Linked DNA regions of Columba livia: region 2 is linked to region 1. The links are chromatin contacts, called in public Hi-C maps. All regions are on one chromosome and are shown on one strand. Each heading gives the region's core, a stretch centred on a gene start, on an enhancer-like site or on the middle of the called end of the contact. The rest is flanking DNA. Distances are from core to core; before and after follow the strand shown. Region 1 overlaps ATXN1 (ataxin 1). Region 2 overlaps ATXN1 (ataxin 1).

What was found. A called contact is a pair of places that touch in the nucleus more often than the background predicts.
Region 2: a Hi-C map of liver shows a contact between it and region 1, with 1.6 times the contacts expected there. The contact joins two enhancer-like sites. A contact is called at or near these places in 2 of 2 Hi-C or Micro-C datasets (crop and liver).

Annotation. Positions count from the first base shown.
Region 1 is chr2:68,668,639-68,675,334 of bColLiv1.pat.W.v2, reverse strand. ATXN1 (ataxin 1) reads left to right here. Exons shown (of 12, transcript XM_065052371.1): 9 at 5,828-5,946. Among named protein-coding and RNA genes, the nearest start is that of STMND1, 180 kb to the left of the region's middle. Within about 2 kb of position 4,979, at least 1 of the 3 cell types and tissues checked has an H3K27ac peak away from gene starts, as active enhancers do.
Region 2 is chr2:68,717,505-68,723,845 of bColLiv1.pat.W.v2, reverse strand. The region is part of intron 8 of ATXN1 (ataxin 1); the gene reads left to right. Among named protein-coding and RNA genes, the nearest start is that of STMND1, 130 kb to the left of the region's middle. Within about 2 kb of position 3,910, at least 1 of the 3 cell types and tissues checked has an H3K27ac peak away from gene starts, as active enhancers do.

The sequences.
Region 1 (6,696 bases), core at 3,730-6,229:
AAGAAGGGTCATGTCTTCTTTAAGGAGCTTATATAATGCCAAGTGTACGTTAGATGCTTAACCGGTAATGACCCATGTCTAGCTGTTTGTGCTTGACTTGCTGACTGGAGACAGTGCTTATGCCCTTGAATTCAAGAGGGTGGGCAGGGAATTGAGGCAGTTGGTTATTGTGAGATACTGGCTAGGCATGCTTCATTTCAAGGTATGTAGGCTCTTTTTGGTGTATGTCCTGAGGCAGAGAAGGAACATATGGTATGGTGAGATGCAGTGTCATATTATTGCTAGCATGACTTGAAAAATATATGATGTTACCTTAGAGGGTAGGTGTGAGAGCCGGTCTGGCAGATGTGACAGCCTTGCTTTCTGGATCTGACAGCTGACAGCCCAGAGAGCCTACTACCAAACTTCATATTTGCCGAAATGCTCATGTTATGATTTGTGCTGAAGAAGTAAGTAAGCGTAGAGACAATAGAATCAGTGGTACAACTTAAAAAAAAATAAAATAGTCTGGAGAAGTAGATTTACACAAAAGCTTCATCTTTCTCAGTGTCCTGTCTCCTTGATTGGAAGAGTAAATTTGGCTACAAAAGTTAAATAGCTTTTCTAGCCAACCAATTCACTGGATCCAGGCAGAGGACAACATTTCTTCTGGTGCCTAGGAGATTATGGTTGCTGGCCAAGCTGCTGGCATAGTCCTGCTGATCTCAAAAAGTAAAACCAAACTACAGTGGTGCCAAGCTGGTTGTGACTTAGTCAGATTTTTGTTCGAAAACAAGCTTATGGTGAGGCCTCCAAAGTTTCCTGCAACAAAGGTCACCACAGGTTTTTGCTGAAGTGTCCTGTACTATGTGGTGCTGGAGATAAGTACAAGGAATATTGATTGTTCATTCTTTATAGCAGCAAACAACTACATTTCAAAGTGCAACCTCGTATAGCTAGAAGGTAGTTGAGCTGAGTAAGTAAAGCAGAAGGTAACAGGAAAAAAATAGCAGACTCATCTCTCCCAAAAGACATGAAATTTCTTCTTTTTCTAGAGCCCTTCATTTGAAGAACCCAGAATGTATCTGCACATTGCAAATCATGCCATACTTCATTTTCTTAACATCTCTTTCTAAACTATACAAGCCCTTTAGCAGAGAGACAACTACAGCTGCTGCTTTTCCTGGGCAGAACACTGAAGTTTTACAGAAGGAAGTTACTGTCCAGACTGGCTTGGCCATCGAGAGTCTGGGTGGAGGGTATTCAGCTCTTCATCTCTTGGGACTCTTGGTTCTCCTGGGAAGCTGAGGAGGGTTGTGCCATGGTGAGGGCAGGTGGCTGTATGGCAGGGTCACCTGCCATGGGAGGGAGCTGCTGGCTTGCACTGCGGTCAGTCTCTTTCAGACCTGTGTGCTGTGCTCAGATGCTGGGATATGGAGGCACTTAAGAGGGTGCCAGGTGAGTCTGAGGTCAGCACCTGGTGAGGCCGGGCCGATTACGACTTGGAAAGACCTAACACCCCTCTGGGCAAGCGGGAGAGTGTGGCTCTGCGTCACCTTTTAATGATAAACAGGCTGACACGAGCCATGGGGGTAGGGAGTGAGTGCCGGCAGTCCTTGCTCCAAAAATTGTTCGATGAAGTCACTCTTGGCTATTAAGAAAAGAGGGGAGTTTATGGTGTTCGTGCTTATGAGCAGAAGGCAAGAAAAAGAGTAAATACTGAGTGGGAACATGTGCCTGAGCCTGCCAGATCCTTGGCAGGGGCAAGGGAGGGCAGCAGGCCCATTTCTGCATGACTGGGGAAATGAGTCCCTGTCCCCACGACAGGCTGCTGTGCAGAGAACCCGTGCCGCCGTTTCTATGTCCTTCCTAGCTAGTCTCAAAATGAGATTGCATTTTAGCACTCTACTTTGATCTGGTCTTGGCCCTGTCTTGTCACATGTGGCAGTACCACGGTGGTTTTGTCCAGGGCCACCCCAGAACTACTTGCCCTGGGGATGGTGAGGGAGACTGGCAGCCCCACCAGCTGCCCAGGCTTGGAGGTGGGCAAACCTGCCCCAAATCCAACAATATAAGCAGAGTCTTTCGATGTAGTTTGTCCTGGGGTTTTATTTTTTTCTTTACTTGATTCTTTGTTTTCACTGGGCTTTTTCATGGGCTTTGACTGGAATCAAGTCACAATAACATAATGAACATAAAAGTTGACTAGAATGGAAAATCAGTTCAGTGTGTTCAGCTCCATCAGCAGTTTGAGAGAGGCACCACTGTGAAATGAAGGAAGACTGGGGGGAAGGAGGGGTTCCACTGGTGACATTTTATCAGGTTGCTATTGTCGTGATATTTCAGGTTTTCTTTTCTTAAAAAGCAGATTATTTCTGCCTTCTGAGTGTGTACCAGCACACCTGTTGCATTCCTATGACTCCAAAGCCAGCAGGCAGAGAAAAAGACCTCGTGATTTTTGTCCAGTCTTGTAGCTTTTGAGGGAAGTACTACGTTTTGAGGAGAAGTGCTGGTCGAGCATCATTTAATTCTTAGGGGTTAGCAGTACAGCATGTGTGAGGTGTGATGTGCTGCTGTTTTCAAGGGACCTTGGCTGAATTCAGCTGCTTTGCAGCTGGCAGGGTTAATGTTACTTGTATTGGAGGAGGAAGGGAGATTTTTTATTTCATCTAGCTCTGCTGGGGGCTAGAGAAGCCAAGCACCGCCTCATTTATGGCGCTGGGAAAAATGAAAGAGCTAACAAAATGCTCCTGTAATTTGTTTGAAGTTGCATTCATTTCTCCAGAAGGGGGAGAGTGGAGTAGGATGCTGGGAGGAATGTGTCTAAATCAGGACTGTCCTTCCTCCCTGACTTGAGTCCAGACGCTACAGAGAAAAATCAAGACATTTAGAAATGGGCTGTCAAATCTACTCATATGTGATTTTTGCCAAGTCCAGCATATTTGACTGTTGAATGAGGCTTTGTATATGTGACTGAGTAGTTCTGTATTGAGTTCACAGTTGTTTTTGAAACCATTCAGGTTACTGAGCAAATACCAGAAATGCACAGAGGTGCAAGCCACGAGTAGATAGGGTCTGCAGGAAAAGCACACGTGCATGTGGCAGACCTGCCACTGCTTTCTGATTGTGAAATTTGGCTCACGGTAGGAAAAAAAAAAAAGCAGAACCAGTTTGGTTTGAAGTATGTTTGTTACACTGGATCTTTAGTGTTTTATCATCTGCTGTATAAATTGCTACCTTTTTTTTAGAAAACCAAACATTTCCTTCATCACAGTTAAATATATTTTAATTTGGCAAACCTTGGTTTGCTGCTCCTGTTTCTATAAGGATCAGATGGGTAATGGAAGCTGTACAGCAAATTAATGTATGCTACTCGAGATAGTAAAATGCAGGGCTACAATAGGCCTTTTTTCAGCAGCTGTAAAGCTGTTATGTCACTACAGTGAATCCATTCAGTCTCCCCCACGCTTGCTGGGAGCACCCAGGAGAAGGGAGTCGTACTAGTGAAATGACTATCCAGCAAAACAATCTGAGGGACGTGCTGATGACTCACTCCTTGTTTTGTTTCACAGGGTCTTTTTCTGCGGATGTGATGTTTCAGCCCCACATGAGTTAAGAGATCTTTAACTTTGTCCACGTTACCAGATTATCCACTAAATCAGCGTGGGTGTTGCATTCCTCACGTCAGCCCTCTGAGATGGGGGAATACTGTTATTTTTGCTGTAGAGGAAAGGGAAACTGAGGCACAGGAAAATTTGGGTTAAGTGACAATGTGCATTAGTAGCCAAACTCTTATACTTTAGTTGCACTGTAGAAGCTTGAGTGTCATTCAGAGCTATTTCAGCCCTTCAGGAAGTGTCCTGTAGCATTTGCCCATAGGTCATGCAAAAAGCCTAGAGAATAGCTGGGAATCTGTCCCTCAAACAACATTGTTTGTCTCTTTAATCAGAGCATTAAAAATCTAAATATGTGAGAACAGGAGGAATTTATGCCGATTTTGATTTTAAAATAGAATCCCTGGGCACCTTGTATTTGAGTCAGGGAAAAAAAACGAGAGGCAGAACCTAGTTGATTCAGCAGGGTGACACTCCATAAAATAATCCCTTTAACACTTTTGCTTAAATTAAGAATGGTTCCTAGGTGGCATGAGTCATGGATGGAGTGTCCTCATTTCACGCTGAACTTCCAGCCTTCTGTGGATTTGTGTCACTGCTTCAGAGGGCTGTGCCCTCTTCCTGCAAGTCTGCAGGCTTGGCTGTTGCAACCTTTACTCACGTGGAGTGAGAGCAGGCTCCTCGAAGCAGGCAGCAACACCACGTAAGTGAGAACAAGCACGGCGGAGTGGGGGAGCAGGGTCGTTTAAATGGAGTATTTTGGATTTGTTTCTACTGTGAGCAGCTTTGGGGAGTGGTGACGTAGGCGCAGCCTCTGTGCACATGTCAAGGGAAGCCCATTTTCCCCTTTATTTGTGTGTTGGTCTTTGCTCTGAGTTTTACGTTGTGCTTTCTCCGGCAGGGTGTGTAGAAATAAACTGTGATGTAGAAAGCTGTAATTTCTGTATTTCTGACTGCTTTTGGAAAAGTTGTATTTTCTGAAGTACCTACAGCCACAGAAGGCTGTGGATAATGTCTCTATTTCTTAAAAGCAATGGAACATATTATTCAGAGCTGTCTGTCTGTCCTAACTGAGGAAGAAAACCAAAGTAGTCTGGCTTACATGTACACAAGGTCAAATCTTGCTCTTTGCCGTGTTGTCAAAGTTTGTTGGCTTCAGTGGCGGTAGTCACAGGTGTAGCCCCGGGAACGATTTGCCTTTCAGGCTTTTTACAGTGCAGGAATGAATATCGTTGTTGATCCTCAAAATTGTTTGTAGAGAAATAACTGGGATGCCTGTAATCCGGAGGGGCCGCGCAAATGCCAGACCGCTCTCTCAGAGGGAAAGTGAACTCTGCACTGGCTGGCAGCGTTTGCTTCTGGTAGCCAGGGGATTTTCCTGCTGCCAGAGCCTGATTTTGGAGGCTTCTGTGCCTGACCAGCTCCTGGCCTGCCTTGCTGCAGGTACGGGAGAGGGAGGAGGGCGAAACAGGGGGTGGTGAGAAAGTGTTGTGGTGGCAGCACTCGCTGAACATTTGAAACCCTTCAGACCTTTTTTGGCGATGGTGGAGAATGTCAAAATTGATTGTGTTAGAGGCCTGCCAGTTTCTCTTACTCATTGGCCTGGTCGCTCCTCCTCCCTTCCTTCCTCTCTCCTCAGCTGGGCTGGGTTTTGTGGTGCTAACGCTGCGTTGCTGCTCCAGCACGGCTACTACTTCCCCCATGCTGCTACTACAGAAATACTACAGTAACTCAGGGAAGATTTAGGGAGTTGGCCGTATACATATTATTAGTGGTAATAACAGTGGTAGTAATAATAATCAAACCGACGATTGCTCCCCCGTTTAACAGTTTGATACTTTACACAATGAATTTTCTTCTGATTTGTATCTCAGGGCTTTCTTCGCTTCTCACCTTCATAAATTTGTAGAATCTAGTGTATACTGGATTGTGCTTTTCAATGGATACTTTGTAGTGTGCTGTCATGCAGATTTTAAAAATAACATGTTTTTGAGTGGTCTAAAATAGTTGGGATTTGGTGTTTGTTTTTGTTGTGGGTTTTTTGTGTGGTTTTTTTTTTAGGTACAACCCACAGAAGAGTGTTCATGCTGCTTCTGCTGGGGAGAGTTATCACACTTGCTTTAAATAATGAAATATACATTGCAGAAAGGTCAGGGATTTCCCCTGAGCCACCCACCAATCACTTGAACTGACATTTTCATTCTGAGTGTTTTCTTGTTTTGTTTTTGTTTAAGATCCTGGAGCACAGGGAAAGAGTTTTAATGCAAAACATCAGAAAAAGGCTGCAACATCTCCTGTGAGAGAGGGGGAAAAAGATCTACAATTGCATGTTGGAACACTCATATGATTTGAGGTAAGTGACTGGAGGGTCTCGTCATAAGTTACAGGCAGTTTGTAATTAAATTAATCATTATTTACCTCAGACTGTCGTGATGTTTCTGTCAAAAGCAATAAAAGCAGATGGGAGAGGGAAGGAGAGAACTTTAATAGCAAACCCAGAAACAGCAGTAAAAATATGTAATGCACTTACCTTTTGAAAATGGGCCCCATGAGGTCCAATTCTGAAAACAGGCAATCATTCTAACATTTATAAGGGTTAAACCCTGTTTAAACTAATGAGGCTGATCTCCCTGAAAGTTAGGTATGTGCCTGAATATTTCCAAATTTGGAATCTCTATCATATGGGAACTCTGCAGAAGAAAGCTATTGAAGAATGTACAGCGCACAACCACAAAAATGCATATACAATTCTGTTACTGTTGGTGATAATGTCATGAGTAATCTGATTTTACAGCATTCTTAACTGATATTTTTGTATTAAATACACAGTTCTCATTTTTATGTTTAAGCACCTCATTGAAATACCAAAGTGCTTAACAGAGCCTGTAAATTCTACAGCAGCTTTAGTAATACGTCTGCCTTAATTGCTTCATCAGTGTGTCTTGAACAAGTAGAATTAAATGTATAAAGAAAGTAATGACCCCTTTCATAACAAGAGTTGCAAATTACGCTGGATATTTGAATAGCAGCCGAACTAAGAGTTCCTTGACTGAGGCCAAATTGTGTTGTCCTGACTTTGTTTGTTTTAAATAAAGGCAATAGT
Region 2 (6,341 bases), core at 2,661-5,160, 50 kb before region 1:
CAGGAAAGGCTTATATGTATCAATTAGAAGAAGTAATAGTTCATAGTGTAGTGGTCAAATCCTATGAATAATCAAATCGTGTTATCCACAATGTACTGTGAAGTCACCTCGAGTGTTTTAGCATCTAGCATTTCTTATGATTGCCTGAAAAAGAGTGTAGTAGATGTTAAGCAAATATTTTTGATAAAAATATAACCTATTTAAATCGGGTGCAGAGGCATGACAAGTGCATAGTACTATACCACCTTTTTCTGTACCAGAGCAGCTTGAAGTACAGTGTTGTGTTTTAGGACCTTAGATAAGATTTGTTTTGGCTTCTATTTTTTCTTGTTGGACATTTTAGTCACTGAGTTTGGGGTACCTCTGTTGGCCTCGTTAGTTAGTTCTCATTTTCTATAGAGAACGATCAAGGCACACTGTACAGCCAAATAAGTGAAATAAAAGTTATTGGGGTAGAGGCTGCCTGCTTATAAATCTCTCCGTCACTGGGTGTACCAGGTGGGAGTTCACGGTAGTGACATGTGAAAGAAACGTGACCAGGTGCCGTGCAGCCACGGGGAGGTCCTGCAGCTGGAGATGGAGCATCCCACACTCAGATCCATTGTACTTCCCGCTTTCGCATTTGTTTCAGGGTAAAGGTCATGACAGCCCCTCTCCATTTCAGGCAGACCTGGGTTATTACCACAGAGTCTGTCTGAGGGACCAAACGTGAGACGCGTTTGAACGCATGCAAAATCAGATCTCAGAAACCTTACTTAGGGCCTGATGGCCCTACATGTGTGCTCACGGCTTTACTCGCATGAGGACTCACATGGCTTCGGGGAGTAATGTTGCTGTTGCGTGCAAACTCCAGGTGTGGTGGTGTGGTCACCCTTCCGGTTCAGCCAGCCTCCTTGCAGAGCCTTCTAAGCATCCTGCCTGAATAAGGATCAGTAAAAGTAAAATTAATTAAATAAATAGATATATGGCTTTATTTATTTTTTTTTTTAATCATGACTTTAGTTGATTTTAGCCTGCTCTATGAAACATAGAGTTATTTTTATTTGTTCAGAGTGTGCACTTCCTCCTTCCACGTAGGCAAAGGACTCAATGCTTTCTTTTAAACAGTTGTGTTGACAGGATTTTGTGTGAGACACTGGATATTTTAACAAGTAAAAAGTTCTTATTAATCTTTTCCACTGTTGAGTCACTTGGTATCTGTTCATCATACTATAGTATTGGGTTGAATTTACAGCTGCAGCCCATTTGTAAGAACTTTTTTTTTTTTGCTGAATTTTCCGTAAGTAAGTTTGTACACTACCTAATGTGACTTATTCTTTATGTAAGACATAATTTCTCTTTCCTGCAGACTTCTGGCTACTACTCCCTGTAAATGGACAACAATCTGTCCTTTTAAAATACTTTGTAGTGAACATAAAAAGAGCTAATCCATCTCTATATTAGTGTGTCCAGTGGTGGCTTTTTGACTGCAACATTGATGTCCTTTTATCCGAGCTGTTTTTATTTCTTCCTTCTCATACTGTTCACTAAGGCCTACTATAATGGCTGTAGGGCTAAAAGAAGGTACATTATGGAGATTTTGAATGTATTAGTAGCACAGGTGATATGTACTAGGTATAATTGGATAGCAATTAGATTTTTTTTTTTTAATTGTTTGTTTTGTATGTAGGTGAATAACTGTAAGGTAAATTACACAAAGTGATGTGAGTGCAGACTGACATGTTAGAAATGAGGCTTTGCCATCCCCTCAGCCCTACTACATCACCTCAGCCCTGATCTTTCACATTTTTGCTCTGTTGTTCCTTCAGCAGATGCTGGAGATCTGATGTCTGACTGATTGGCAGTTTTGTAACAGTTTAAAGTGTAAATGGAGTTGGGTGTAGTGTTCTTTCTACATAAAAACACGGGGCGTGTGTTCCTAACAATATAAGCCAAGATCTGAGGTTTGATTCACCTTCCCGCTTCTGTTTTAAAAGTATATATCTGCAAGTGGAATAAGAGACTTGCTGTCCCACGTGCTGTAACTTGTTGGTGTCACTTTAAAGCACGGTCTTTCGGATATTAGAGTAGTATATCAGAGAGACGGAGAACTTCTAGGTGCTGGGGGCTGAAGGCGGTGAGATGACTCGCTGCGACATTTGGCTGTGTATGAGCCTCAGCATCCGTGTGCACCCTCCTCCCGCCCTCCCCTCAGCTGTGTGTGTTGAGCAGGGTCATACTGGTGGGTTTTGCCATGCCTTGGTGCCAGAGGTGTGGTTTTGGGTCACAGTTAGCCCTCAGTACCAGGGGTATGGTTTTGGTTGAAAGTTAGCCCGAGTGGCAGCGTCTGGGTTTGAGTGTGTTAGCTGAAGAGTTCTTCCTGGTGAAATGCTGCGATGGAGGCAACCCCCAAGTCTGAAAAATCCTTCTTTATTTTCTGATCAGTTACTTAGCAGCGATCAACCCATTTTGGGACTAGCTGCAAACCTGACTTAAGGATTTATTGAGTCACTCTTTGCTCTATAAAAAGTGCAAATGTTGAAATGTTTCTCACTCATATTGGAGCGTGGTTGTGACTGTTACCACATTTTTGTTTGTCAGGTACCCACGCGTGAAGGCCCTTGTAGTTTTGTAAATGTAGCATTTCTGTGAGGCCAGCTACTTAGAGAAAGTTAGTCTTTAACGGAGAAGAATAATTTCAAAAAGCTGGCCTTAATCCTCCTTTCCCATTCTGGGAATTTTTATGCTAGTGAACATTTTCTCATTGGTGCTGTTCCTTTTCAGTGCTAAGTGTAGTAACTGAGTAGAGAGTGATTTTTCAAACTAGTATGATAGTAAAAGTGTTTCTCCTCTTCCTTAGCCCCTGAGCTCATCCCCTACCTGTTACTGTGTCATGTTAAGAGCTTTCCCCAGATACTCTTGACAGCAAGTAGATCCAGAATGGTTTGAAAATTCAGTGTATACAAGAGGGAAAAAAATCCTAGTAGATAAATGTACTAGAAGAAGTTGTAAGTTTATTCTCCATCTACCACTAGTGGTTAAAAACCCATAGCACGAATCATATGTAATACATTTTTATTTACAGATTAGTAGGCTCTACTCTGACATATGACTAACAGGGAAGCCCCTCCCTTTAACAGTTGTATGTCATCTGCTTCAGAGAACTAATTACTTGGCAATTCCCATTTGATAATTCCCTCTTTATTTTCTGATGAGTTACTTAACAGTGATGAGCTTGTTGAGCAGAATACCGTGCTTAATCTGTGCTTCAGAAACTACAGTGCAGGCCTGGGGATATCATTGTATTCTAAATGCTGTTTAGCCTTGCCATAGGAGCACTGAAACCGCACTAAGACATGTTAACAGCTCACAGTTAATGGTAAGCTTAACGTGAGGGATGCAGCATTTGACAAAAAATAAAAGAGGGGTTTAGATTAGTGTTGCACTGCAAACAGGATGTTAAATACTTCATTTCTCCAAAAAAAACCCAACCCCAAACCCTAGCATAATTTAGACGTCAAGAAGCAGAAGCTTGTGTCAGGGATATCTCCTGTGTATCAGTTCTCCTCTCCACTGAAATAATAATTTAAAGGAAATGTTATTATTAAAAAAAAAAACCCACTGTTTCTTGTAATACCTGTTTGACAGTTCAGCTGATACTGATAGTTGTTGTATTAATATGAGTTATTATATTTAAATAGATTATCACTGTGTTTTCTCCACTGTTACCTGTTCGATTTGTTTTGTTTTGTTTTTAATTCTTCCCCAGTCCCTTTTCACATTCTTTTACTCTAGTGGCCACAGCAACCCTTGTTTCTAGCCAGGGAATGCATTACAAGTCTCGCTGCTAATTACAACATCCCAGTGTTCCCAGAGGGTACCTGCGTTCAGCGACGCTCAGCTGCAGCGCCAGCCGAGGGGATTTATGGGGTGAAGTGACCTCAGGCTGCTCATGGTAGTCCTGGGAGAGGTCAAAGTCAGTCTCTCCTGCAGATCAGGAGTCAGATGGGTCCTGTTCAGACCCAGCATCTCTGAAATTCAGCTGTGTGAAACCGTGCTGTTTGAATTTGATTAAAATCTTGTTGTTGGCTTCAGTAGAGGCAGGTTTGTGGATCAGCTGCAGTCCCTTTGACTAGCTGGTGGCATTATCCCATAGATGCTGCTACCTGAAGAATTGCATTTTGGCCAAGCTGGTGCTGTAAGCTGAGAACTGGGCTTTCTCCTACTTGAGTAAGAAGTGGTAGTATTTTGTGTATTAGCCCACATGACATTGCATCATCAGGCTTGCTGATTTATTAGATATTTACAGTGATATCTTTTGGCCAGTACTGAAGCTGTGTCACAGGCTTGTTTTATCAATGAGAAAAACGCATTTTTACATAGTTACATGTGTTTTTTGTAAAATTAATCAGAGGAACAGTAATTTATGAAACACAGAATTCAGAACAGATTAATCTGCTTTAATTGTGTTCATGAAGTACACCAGCTATAAAATCTTTTGAAAAGAATATTAATCAAGTTGATCAAAGATGGCCTAAAGTACAGAATTTGAATATGAACACAGTTGCTTTCTATCTGTCTGTATTTTTGCTGTAGCTTGGGTGATTGCTTTTAATTTTTTTTTAATACAAAAATAAGTTATATTTTGCTTCTTGGATTTTTTTTCTTTCTACAAAATGTGTCATGTTTTAAAAGAAAAGATACAAGAAGGTAAAAGATAAAATTTTGATTTTTTTTATAAAATACAGTTAAGTAAGGAGGATAGTAAAATAAACCAAAAACAAACAGAAGGTCATTGAACCATTTTTCTGTTTTTTTGTGGTTTTTTTTAAATTTATTTTTGATCCTGTTTATTTTTTTTTAATGACTCAAGATATCTCAGGTTGTGCTGTTATATGCGTTGCTGAAAACAAATCTTGCATAAGAATCAGTAAAGGAATATGACTGTGAGCAGAATGCCTCACCTGCCATCTGAAAGGTTCACTTACACACCTGGGAGTTGTCCTTGGCAGATCATTCTACAGACCATCATAGCTGTTGTGGAGGGACCTGTATCCTGAGCAGCGGTGTCAGATTCATTTTACAGAGGCAGCCAAATTGCTGCTGGATGGTGAATCGGCCTGGTCTTCACCCACCTGCCCAGAGGTGGTGTGTCTGCCTGTGGATTGCCCAAACCACCTTCTGTCCACCTTCCGCTTCAGACCTAGTAGCATTTCCCCAAAGACTGGCTCAGGCAGCATTGCCTGTGACTTCAGAAGAGATTGTGCCCAAGGACTACAGATTTGGCTCAGGACTATTTCTTGCCTCAACAAACGGAGGCAATGTTCTTATTAATTGAGATTGAACTTTTGAGTAAAATGTTTGGGCCCAGAGATGCTGATACAGATATTTCTGTCAATATTTGTGCAAGTAAAAAGAGTACCGTATGAATATTGTGAGCGTGGTCATTCAGTTAATACAAGATTTTAACTTCATACTAATGGCTTAAGAGTTGAACATCTAGTTTAAAACCAACTCATTAACATATGGTAGAGATTGCTGATAACTGCTGTTGTCTCCCTGACACCCAAATGAAACTGTACCTTACCCTGTACTTTATTACAAATAAGAGAACTAACATCCTAGATTTTGTATTTCCTTCCTCTGGATTCTCTTTCCCTTTTTCTCCACCAGCTACCCTGATGCGAGTTAGCCTGACTCTGTTGTGAGCAACACTTGATGATGAAGTAGTCAAAGATGAACTAGTAGATCTGGTCAAATGCTTCTTCCTTTGCATCTCCTGGTTTGTAGAACTGTGAAGCTGTTTCACCTCTTTGGTTAGGTCTTGTCTATCTCCTCTGTGAATCAGGGATGATTTTCAAATTTCCTGCTACCAGTCTTCCTAAATTTTCTTGGATCTCTGCTGTGATCTGGCCTGATATTTTTATTATTAATGATACAGCCTTGGAAATCACTTGTGATTTCCTTTGTGAACTTGACAGCTGATGAATTAAATTGTGGGGAGGTAAGTGACACAGCATTGCAGTCTCTGTAATATGTTTTGGGGTCTGTGTTCTATTTTATGGGGAAAGAGGATGATGATGGATCTTATGGACCAATAATCTATAGTTTAAAATTGCACTATGGGTTTGGGTAGATGTGTTAAATATTGACTTAAAATATATGTGATACTACAATACTGGAAGGAATGAAGAAGGAGTAAAAATCTGTATATTGTTCCATATTTGCACAAGGTGACAGAGTAACTCAGTCCCGGTGCCTGGTCTTCATCTGTGAGAATGATACAAACCAGTATGAGTACGTCCTACCACTTATTGGCCAGTTTATTTTGATTGCAGCTCAGCAGCAGCTTCAGGGGGAAT